2 separate regions of the Mus musculus genome follow, and region 2 is linked to region 1. The links are chromatin contacts, called in public HiChIP or PLAC-seq maps. All regions are on one chromosome and are shown on one strand. The core of a region is the stretch at or near the end of the contact, and the rest is flanking DNA. Distances in the headings are between cores, read along the strand shown.

Region 1 (4,178 bases), core at 557-3,056:
AAGCAGGTCAGAGAGAAGGTGTGGCTGGGGACAGCGCAAGGTGGATGGGAAGAGGTGCCATTCAGAAGGATGGAGGGCGGATTGTGATTGCAGGGGCGGGGCAGTTTCGAGTGATGACAGGATCAGGGCGTGGCTGCGCCATCAGTGCGGTGGTGGAGGTATGAGAGCCACGCGCCAAAACTTCAGTAAGAAGGGAAGCCTGAGGATACCGGGGCCAGCTGACGTAGCTCAGTAGTGTCTGACTCAAGCAGCCAGTTCACCGACCTCGGGTCATTAAAGCCAGTTCAGGGCTTGGGGCTGACTCGGTGGGTAAGAGGGCTTGCTGCTCAAACATGAGGACCTGAGTTCGGATCCTAGCGCCTACTTAGAAGCTGGGCATGGCTGCTTGCTCCTGTAACCCCAGCAGAGGGAAGCATTAATGTTGTTTTAATGTTAGATTAAAATGGCCGTGTAGGGAGCCCCGCCTGAGGCGGTGACCAGATTGTATGATTGATCTCCCTGCCTATGGGCGGCACCTTCCTGAGTGTTGGAGCACTGTCAGGGTGGCGGAGAAGAGCGCCTTGTCCTGGAGTTCTTGGCCTCCATCTTGCCACAGAGTTAATTTGCCTGTGATTGAAGCACAACTGGCCTGTCCCTGCTTTCATCATAGCCCAGGGACAAGCAGCTCTCCAAGATCCTTGCTGGCATCCTGTGCCAGGCTGGGACAGCTGAGGCACCACCCAGTGGACCAAGCAACTACCAGGTTCCCAACGTTGTCTCAGGTGTGCTCCTGCCATTGTTACTGGTTTAAAGCTGACTTTTATTATTATTATTATTAGATATTTTCTTTATTTACATTTCAAATGTTATCCCCTTTCTTCTTTTCCCCTCTGAGAACCCCCTATCCCATCCCCCCTTGCCCTGCTCACCAACCCACCCACTCCCACTTCCCTGTCCTTACACTCACGCATACTCTTGCATTCAACACACAAGCACACGCACGCACACACCCACCCACCGTTGGTTCCTCTAGGAAACCCTGACTAGCGCAGAGAGGCAGAGACAGGATCCCAAGTTTGTGGGCCAATCAGTTTAGCCAATCAGTGACTGAGTTCAGAGAGAGACCCGGGTGAGAGCCGGGGAGTAAGCCACCGAAGCTGAGCTGCTGAGCTGCGCCCGCCCTCCGCACAGGTGCTTGTGGAGGCTCCCTTTCCCTCCGCATGCGCACCAGGCTGTATTTACCCAGACATCCCGACAGACAAGGACCCCCCCCCCACACACACACACACACACACTCCGTTTGGTGACCACACATGCGCTGATGTCTCTCACAACTTCAGGGCTGCCTCTGCCTCAGAGGGCTTAGTTAGGACCTTGGACATGACACTTTTCTGGTTAAAAATAGGGACCCCGTTTGCAGAGAGATCAAAAGCCAGTGACTGACCCAGTTCCAGTAATGTGGTTTTTTTTTGTTTTGTTTTGTTTTTGTTTTTTTAAGAACCTGGTGTGCCTTTTCTCACGCGGCAGGTTTAGGACTATCCTGCCCAAAGGCCCCTCAACCCTTCTGTGACCTCAAAGGTTAGGCGTCCCACAAAGTGCCTGGGTCACTTCATTGACTGACAACGTCTAGATGTCTTCACTCCCTAAAGATGGATTCCAGGAAAGGAAGGATGGAGAGAGGGGAGGAGGGGGAGGAGGCAGGAGAAGAAGGGTTCAGGGAGGAGGAAGGTAGAGGTAGATAATGGAGGAGGAGGAGGAGGAGGAGGAGGGGGGTGAGGGTGGAGAAGGAGATATAAGTCCCGCACCTGCCTCTTGAGCAGTGCCGCCCCCGTGGGTGGGCTCTGCCGCCACCTCGTGGTGAGGTTGAGTCTGTGCACCCTCATCGGGTCATCCCTAGTCAAGGCCTGTCCCAGAAACCTAGTAGGTTCAGTGGTTCTCAACGTGTGCCATTGCTTACCCGAACAAACGCACAAAGATTTACATTACAATCCACAAAAGTAGCAAAATTACGAAAATAATTGGGGTTATTTTCTGTTGTTGCTTTCTGAGACAGGGTTTCTCTGTGTAGTCCTGGTTGTCCTGGAACTCATTTTGTAAATCAGGCTGGCCTCAAACTCACAGAGATCTGCCTGCCTCTGACTCCCGTGTGCTGGGCTTAAAGGCGTGCGCCACCACCTCGAAAATGATTTTATGGTTGGGGGTCCCCACAACATGAGGCACTATTGGGAACTACTACTTTGGGTTCAGTGGTCTCCTGGGTTCCAGATGCTGGAGGCTGCCCCACTGGAGTCCACAGGAGACCCAGCCTGAGTGTTCCTACCTCTTTTTACAGGAACAGGGAGAGACTGAGACTATCCTGTTCTGTAACTCAGGTTGACCTGAACTCAACAGAAGTCTTCCTGCCTCAGCTGCCAGGATTACAAGTGTGGGGCCCTGACCTTTTAAACAGGCATGTTGGAATGTGTGCTACTCTGTGTCTGGGCCTTACAGACAGCCCAGCTGTTAGCAGAGCTAAGGGTGAGCACTTGAGCCCTGGTAGCCTTAAACCAGCCTAAGCCATCTGCTCACAGCAGGCCGCAAAGCCTGGAGCTCAGGATTAGAGGCAGATATCTGTGGGTTCGAAGCCAGCCAGAGTTACAGTGGTGAGACACTGCCTCAAAAATAAAAAACACCTCAAAAATAAATAACTAGGCAGTTGTAATGAAAAGCAGAAAAAGTGGGGCTGGTGAGATGGCTCAGAGGGTAAAAGCACTGACTGCTCTTCCGAAGGTCCTGAGTTCAAATCCCAGCAACCACGTGGTGGCTCACAACCACCCAGAATGAGATCTGAAGCCCTCTTCTGGTGCATCTGAAGACAGCTACAGTGTAACTAGTTATAACAATAAATAAATCTTAAAAAAAAGAAAAAGAAAAGAAAATTTATTCAGCATGGCTGCACTGAAACGAGAAACAGAGAGGCCAGGGGACGCTGGAGTCTATCTCGGGGACTCTGGTGTGAGGTTTCAGTTTAATGGAAGTCATGGGGTAAGCATAGCCGCATAGGTCAGAGCGTCCAGGTCAGAGCGGGCCCCACCCACCCGCCCCCAGTGCTGTCTGGGCTCCAGTCTCTCCTGCGAGGTGACTGTCTGGCTGTTGTCAGGACCCTGGGAAATGTTTGCCTGGAGGACAAGATCCTCTCTAGCTGGTACACAGGCTTCAGGTGGTTTCTTCTCCCAGGGTGAGAATCCTGGAGGCCTCCCAATGCTTTGGAGTCCATTGTCTCTATAGTCTGATCGTCAAAGGGGGTTCCTTTGGAAGAACAAACTGCCCTTCCCGGGAATGAGTAACTGGAGGCTCAGAGAAGTTAAGTGACTGGCACCAAGACACACAGCAAGGGGGCAACATAGTCTGTCTCCAGCTCGCGGCTGTCACAAGGCCTCTATACTGGTGGTCCCTACTCTGCCTGAAACTATGCACCTTCACCTGCAGAGTCTTGAAGGGTCAGTCGCCAGGTGTGGGGGGAGGGGGGCATCATAAGGTGCCTCAGGGGCCCCTAAACCAGCTCCTAGGGTTTCACACTGGCACCTTGGGGCTCTGGGGGGGAGGGGCTTGCAGACAGGATGCCAAGCACAGATGCATCCAGTTCTGCTGTGAGCTAGCCATCTGCCTTGGACAAGCCACTTGGGGCCCCCTGTAAAACAGCCCCCAGAACACCTGTCACCTAAGTGGCTTAGTGAGGGTGCAGCCACAAAGCCTGGGTGGCTTAAGCCCACACACTGTCCCTGGACACCACAGCTCCTGTCTCCCCAGCCCTGTCATTCTTCCTAAAGCTGCTGGCGACTCCCCAGTGAGGAAAATACATCTTTTTCTGTTAGGATTAATTCTCCATTAGGATGGGGCTATCCCACAGGGCACTGCCCAGGGCAGACACAGCATGCTAGCTGGCCAGTCAGAGTAACATGGCCTCACAGACTATGAACCGTGACGGGTGAGCAATCACCTGCCTGTTGAAGGTCTCCCTGTGGTATGGGTTAGTTGGGTTCTTCTGTCTCCTATCTGCCATCAGGAGAGTCCTCCTGGCCTTTCCTGGGCTCCTTGGTCTTCACTTGGGACCTCTGAGGCTCGGTGGGAACAATGTCTCTGGGACAGCTGGAGGAGGAAGGCATCGCTCAGGTTCACGGACTCCTCAAGTGAGCACTGTGACTCTGGTGGTTCTCAGA
Region 2 (4,178 bases), core at 1,037-3,536, 110 kb before region 1:
AATGATCGAGGAAGGTGGATTTGGTGGTCAGAGTGGTTTTTCTGGAGGAGTGGGTGGAGCTAGCTAGGTTGTAGTCAAAACTGAAGAACTGACTGTTCCCCACAGACACAGGCCTAGAAGGGGGGTGGGGGGGGGGAAGCCTGCAGCTGTATCTACAGCCCTCGTTGATATTCACTGTGGTGTGTTACAACACAGCCTGGCTGTCTCCTGGGATTTTTCTCTCCCCCCAATCCCCCAATCCCCGGCCCCCCCGGGAGAGTCTCGTCTTAGAATTCATGACAAGTCCACACCACCCTGCCGATTGGCCCACACTGCCACTAGCTGTTCGATCAGTTCTTTATGCCATTCCAGGTCTGTGTGCCTCATGAGCTCAAGTGCTACTATCCCTTGCCACATGGCGCGCGGAGTCCATGATTGTCCCTTATCCACAGCTCTTGGTCTGGCCAAAGCCTTTTTCCATCTTCAAAGAGTGGGTTCGATGTGACCTCTTCGTGAAGCCTCCGGAAGGGGAATGCTGGTTCTCTTCCCTGGTAAGAGCCCTTCCTCCTTCTCTGTGGACACGTGCCACAATCCCCGGAACATTTCTGAGGTGTGGCTGTCCTTGTCTGATAGCTTGGAGGCTTTGGGAACTGGAACAGTGCCTTCTCACCTCCATGTTCTCTCCCCCACACATACCTCGTGCTTTCAGTAAGCAAAGTAGATGCTTAACCAACTGGCATTAGCGAACAGAACAGTTGCCACCCACAGCGTGTTGTTGAATTCATGCGGCCACTCCCTGGAGGCTGGTTAAGGGAGGTTTCCAATCACTGAGGAAAGACAAGCGACTGAGAAGGACCCCTATCCAAGAGGAGTGGGTGGGTGGGGTATCTTTTATATCAGTTTTATCTTTTCTGTAGAGGTCTTTGAGGATAGGGAAGGAATGACCATACCACCATGTGGGTGATAGACATTGATATATATCATATGTGTTATATGGACATTGATATATATCACCATACAAGGTGACATGTATCTTCATAAGTTCTAAAGTGAGACAAGACAAAAGAAACCAAAACTAGGGGCTGGAGAGAAGGCTCAGCGGGTAAGAGCACTGACTGCTTTTCCAGAGGTCCTGAGTTCAAATCCCAGCAAACACATGGTGGCTCACAACCATCTGTAATGAGATCTGATGCCCTCTTCTGGTGTGTCTGAAGATAGCTACAGTGTACTTAGATATAATAATAAATAAATAAATCTTAAAAAACAAAACAAAAAACCAAAACTAAAATAAAAGCAGACATGGAACCAGGAAACATGGAATTTTCCTGTGGCTACAAAATATTCCATAGGTAATTGGGACTTTTATAGTTTCTCCTCCCCTCAAAAAACAAACAAACAAACAAACAAACCAACCAACCAACCGGGGGTCTGGAGAGATTCCCTAGCTGTTATGAGCAGTTGCTCTCACTGGTTGTTCTCCCAGAGGCTGGGAGAGCACAGGATGCTTCCAACTCCAGTGACAGGGGATTCGATGCCCTCTTCTGACCTCTGTTGGGTACTGCACTCACATAGTAAACACACACACACACACACACACACACACACACACACACACACACACACCCAGCAGGCGAAACACTCATCATAAACGTTCTTCTAAGAATCTTCTTAAAAACCGAACAGTTAGAGTTCAAGTCCCCAGGTGCAGCTCCTGAGCGTCTATAGGAGTCACCCAGACGTGGCGAGGGGGTGCCATCTCGAAGCTGACCTAGCTCAACAGCCATCCTTTGGGTTCCTTTTTGACCTCATCACCTGGGCTGCTTGCTGTGTTGGAGAGGCAGAAACCTCAAGGGAAAGCGACATCTTCACGCCCACTGGGTGTCCAGAGAGAGAGGTGCTAGGTGCTACATCGCATTTTCCCAGTCTCTAAGGAGCATCTTCAAGTTCAGGAGGTTATTTTCCGGGGTCAGCATGGCCCGACCTCTGCAGCTCGTGAAGGGCAGGCTGGGTGGACAGACAGGCAAGGCAGACGCTTGTCTGGTCAGTATTTAGTCTGGAGGCAGTGGACGACGAGGCGAGGTGTCAGTCAGCTTCCTCCATCCCTCTTCTCCGGCCCCCACAAAGGGCAAGGGCCAGACACGTGGGCAGCGGTGAAGAGGCGGAGATGCAAACGAACGGGGCGGAGCCTCATTTGCATAGGCAGTGCACGGCCACCAATCGGGACGGGCGGAGCGACAGCCCGCGCGCCTTTTGGGGGCGGATTGGCAGCCCCGTGGCCCTATGGGAGGTGGGTCCTGCGGCCGGCGGGGGCGGGACGACGGCGGGCGCTGCCCGGCGCACTAGCCGGCTTGCGGGCGCTGCCAGTCTCCGGCGGCGGTGTCCGGCGCGCGGCTGAGCGACCGAGCGTGCGGACGGAGCGGCGGCCTGCTGGGCGGGCTGAGCGGCGCGCGCGGCGGCGGAGAGACGCGGAGCGAGGGACGCGGCGGCGGCGGACGCGGCGACAGGTACGGGCGCCATGGCCGCGGGAATGGGGCGCGCGCACGCGGCGGACCCCGGAGCCAGCCCCGTGCTCGCGGTCCCGCTTCTGCCGCCCCTCGCGCGGCTTCCCCGGGATGGCGTGGACGGGACGCGCGGGAGGCCTGGGCCCCGCGTGGGAGGTGGAGCGGCCGGCGCTCTTCTCCAGCGTCTCCCTCAGCGCGGCGGCGGCGGCTCGCTCGCCCGCGCGCGGCTTTTGTTTCCCGCGCAGCCCACAGGTCCGGGGAGCCCCGTGTCGCTCCGCCACGCCGCCCTCCGGACGCGGAGGAAACTTGGCCTTCCGGAGCCCTGCAAGCCCCGCGGATAACGGAGTGCTCCGCCGCGTCCGCGGGGCCGCGCGATGGGCGTGCCGGCCGGGCACCGCCCTCACCTGCCGCTCCCGAGCCGGCTCGCACCGGGCAGGCAGGTGACCGGAGGGTCTCGGAGGTACTGAGGAGGAAGGGCTAATTAAAAGTTGTCTCGGAGGTGGCTGAGCGGGTACAGCCGCTTGCAGCCAAGCGTGACGACCTGGGTTCGATCCCGGGAACCGACATGGTAGTAGGGGAACCGACTCCAACCGCGAGTTGTCCTCTGACCTCCCTGTGTACACAGCACAAACACCACTGGCTCCGATACACATTCTCATCTCTCACCCCCGCTCTCAATAATACTAAGGAAATAAAAGTTATTTTAGGAATCTTCATTCCCTTCGCCCCAGCGGCATCACCACTCCTGTTCCGGCCATAGTCCTTGACTCCAAACCCAGCATTTTGTGTGTGTGTGTGGGATGAATCTAAGGGAGCACGTTGCATTATGACCATCTTCCTCCTCCTCATCTTCGTCTGTGGATGAGCCAGGTGGAGCGCTTGCGCCTCATTTTTTAAATAATTGGTGTCTGCAGCCATGGCGAAAGCGTTGGAAGGTACAGATCGTAAGCAGAGCGTGCAGAACTTGGGACAGCCCTCGGCGGGGCTCGGGACAGGGTGTACAGCGCTTGGCCGCCATTCAGTAAATTCTGCATGCGGCAGTTGGGAGCTGGTGGTTTGGGGATTTTTTTTTTTTTTTTTTTCCCTTCTTCTTCTTTCAGGAGTGTGTTTTCCAGCGGACCAGGGCGTTGAATAGGCACTTTCTTTGCTTCCTTTAGGGGAAGGAGAGAGTGTTTATTTCTATTGTCATCCCATTTTCTTAGGGCTGTGGACAAGGGAAAAGTTAAGGTGTGTTTGGGTTAAGCATTTTGTCTTTTCCTCCCCACTTCTTGCTGTTAGCTTTATATGTTGTTAAAAATTATAGCTTTTCCTCTTGGTGTCTGAATCAATTCAAGAAATGACTTGGAAAAAAATCTTACTTAACCGTTTTCTGTTACTCTCCCAGCTGATCCTCATTTGCCTGACTTTTTGGGGGGGGTATTTTTTTTTTGTTTGATAGTTGAAACATCAAAGTTTTATTCCTTTGTTATTGGGAGTTTACTATTCAATTAAAGCACGTATAAATTTCTGTAACCTAATACTCTCCACACAGCTTTCGCTTTGGAGTGCTACAGAAATGGTGTATTTTAACTATATTTATTTATTTATTTATTTATTTATTTATTTTTCGAGACAGGGTTTTTCTGTGTAGCCCTGGCTGTTCTGGAACTAGACCAGGCTGGCCTCGAACTCAGAAATCCGCCTGCCTCTGCCTCCCAA

What was found. HiChIP or PLAC-seq counts read pairs in DNA pulled down with a chosen protein or histone mark.
Region 2: a contact with region 1 is called in an H3K4me3 HiChIP or PLAC-seq map of the SCID.adh cell line, with 12 read pairs. The contact joins the promoter of Fkbp5 here to the enhancer-like site in region 1. A contact is called at or near these places in 1 of 39 promoter capture datasets (second pharyngeal arch cranial neural crest), 1 of 15 datasets of contacts at CTCF or cohesin (embryonic stem cells), 2 of 484 Hi-C or Micro-C datasets (cerebral cortex and liver), 8 of 115 datasets of contacts at active chromatin or transcription factors (the SCID.adh cell line, effector CD8 T cells, embryonic stem cells and 1 more) and 3 of 9 other capture datasets (adipose tissue, liver and pancreatic islet).

What each region holds. Positions count from the first base shown.
Region 1 is chr17:28,371,654-28,375,831 of GRCm38.p6, reverse strand. No RefSeq gene overlaps it. Among named protein-coding and RNA genes, the nearest start is that of Tulp1, 8.5 kb to the right of the region's middle. Within about 2 kb of position 1,806, at least 71 of the 459 cell types and tissues checked have an H3K27ac peak or open chromatin away from gene starts, as enhancers often do. A contact at or near this core is called in the SCID.adh cell line, where this site is marked.
Region 2 is chr17:28,484,257-28,488,434 of GRCm38.p6, reverse strand. It overlaps Fkbp5 (FK506 binding protein 5), which reads left to right and starts at 2,286. Exons shown (of 11, transcript NM_010220.4): 1 at 2,286-2,483.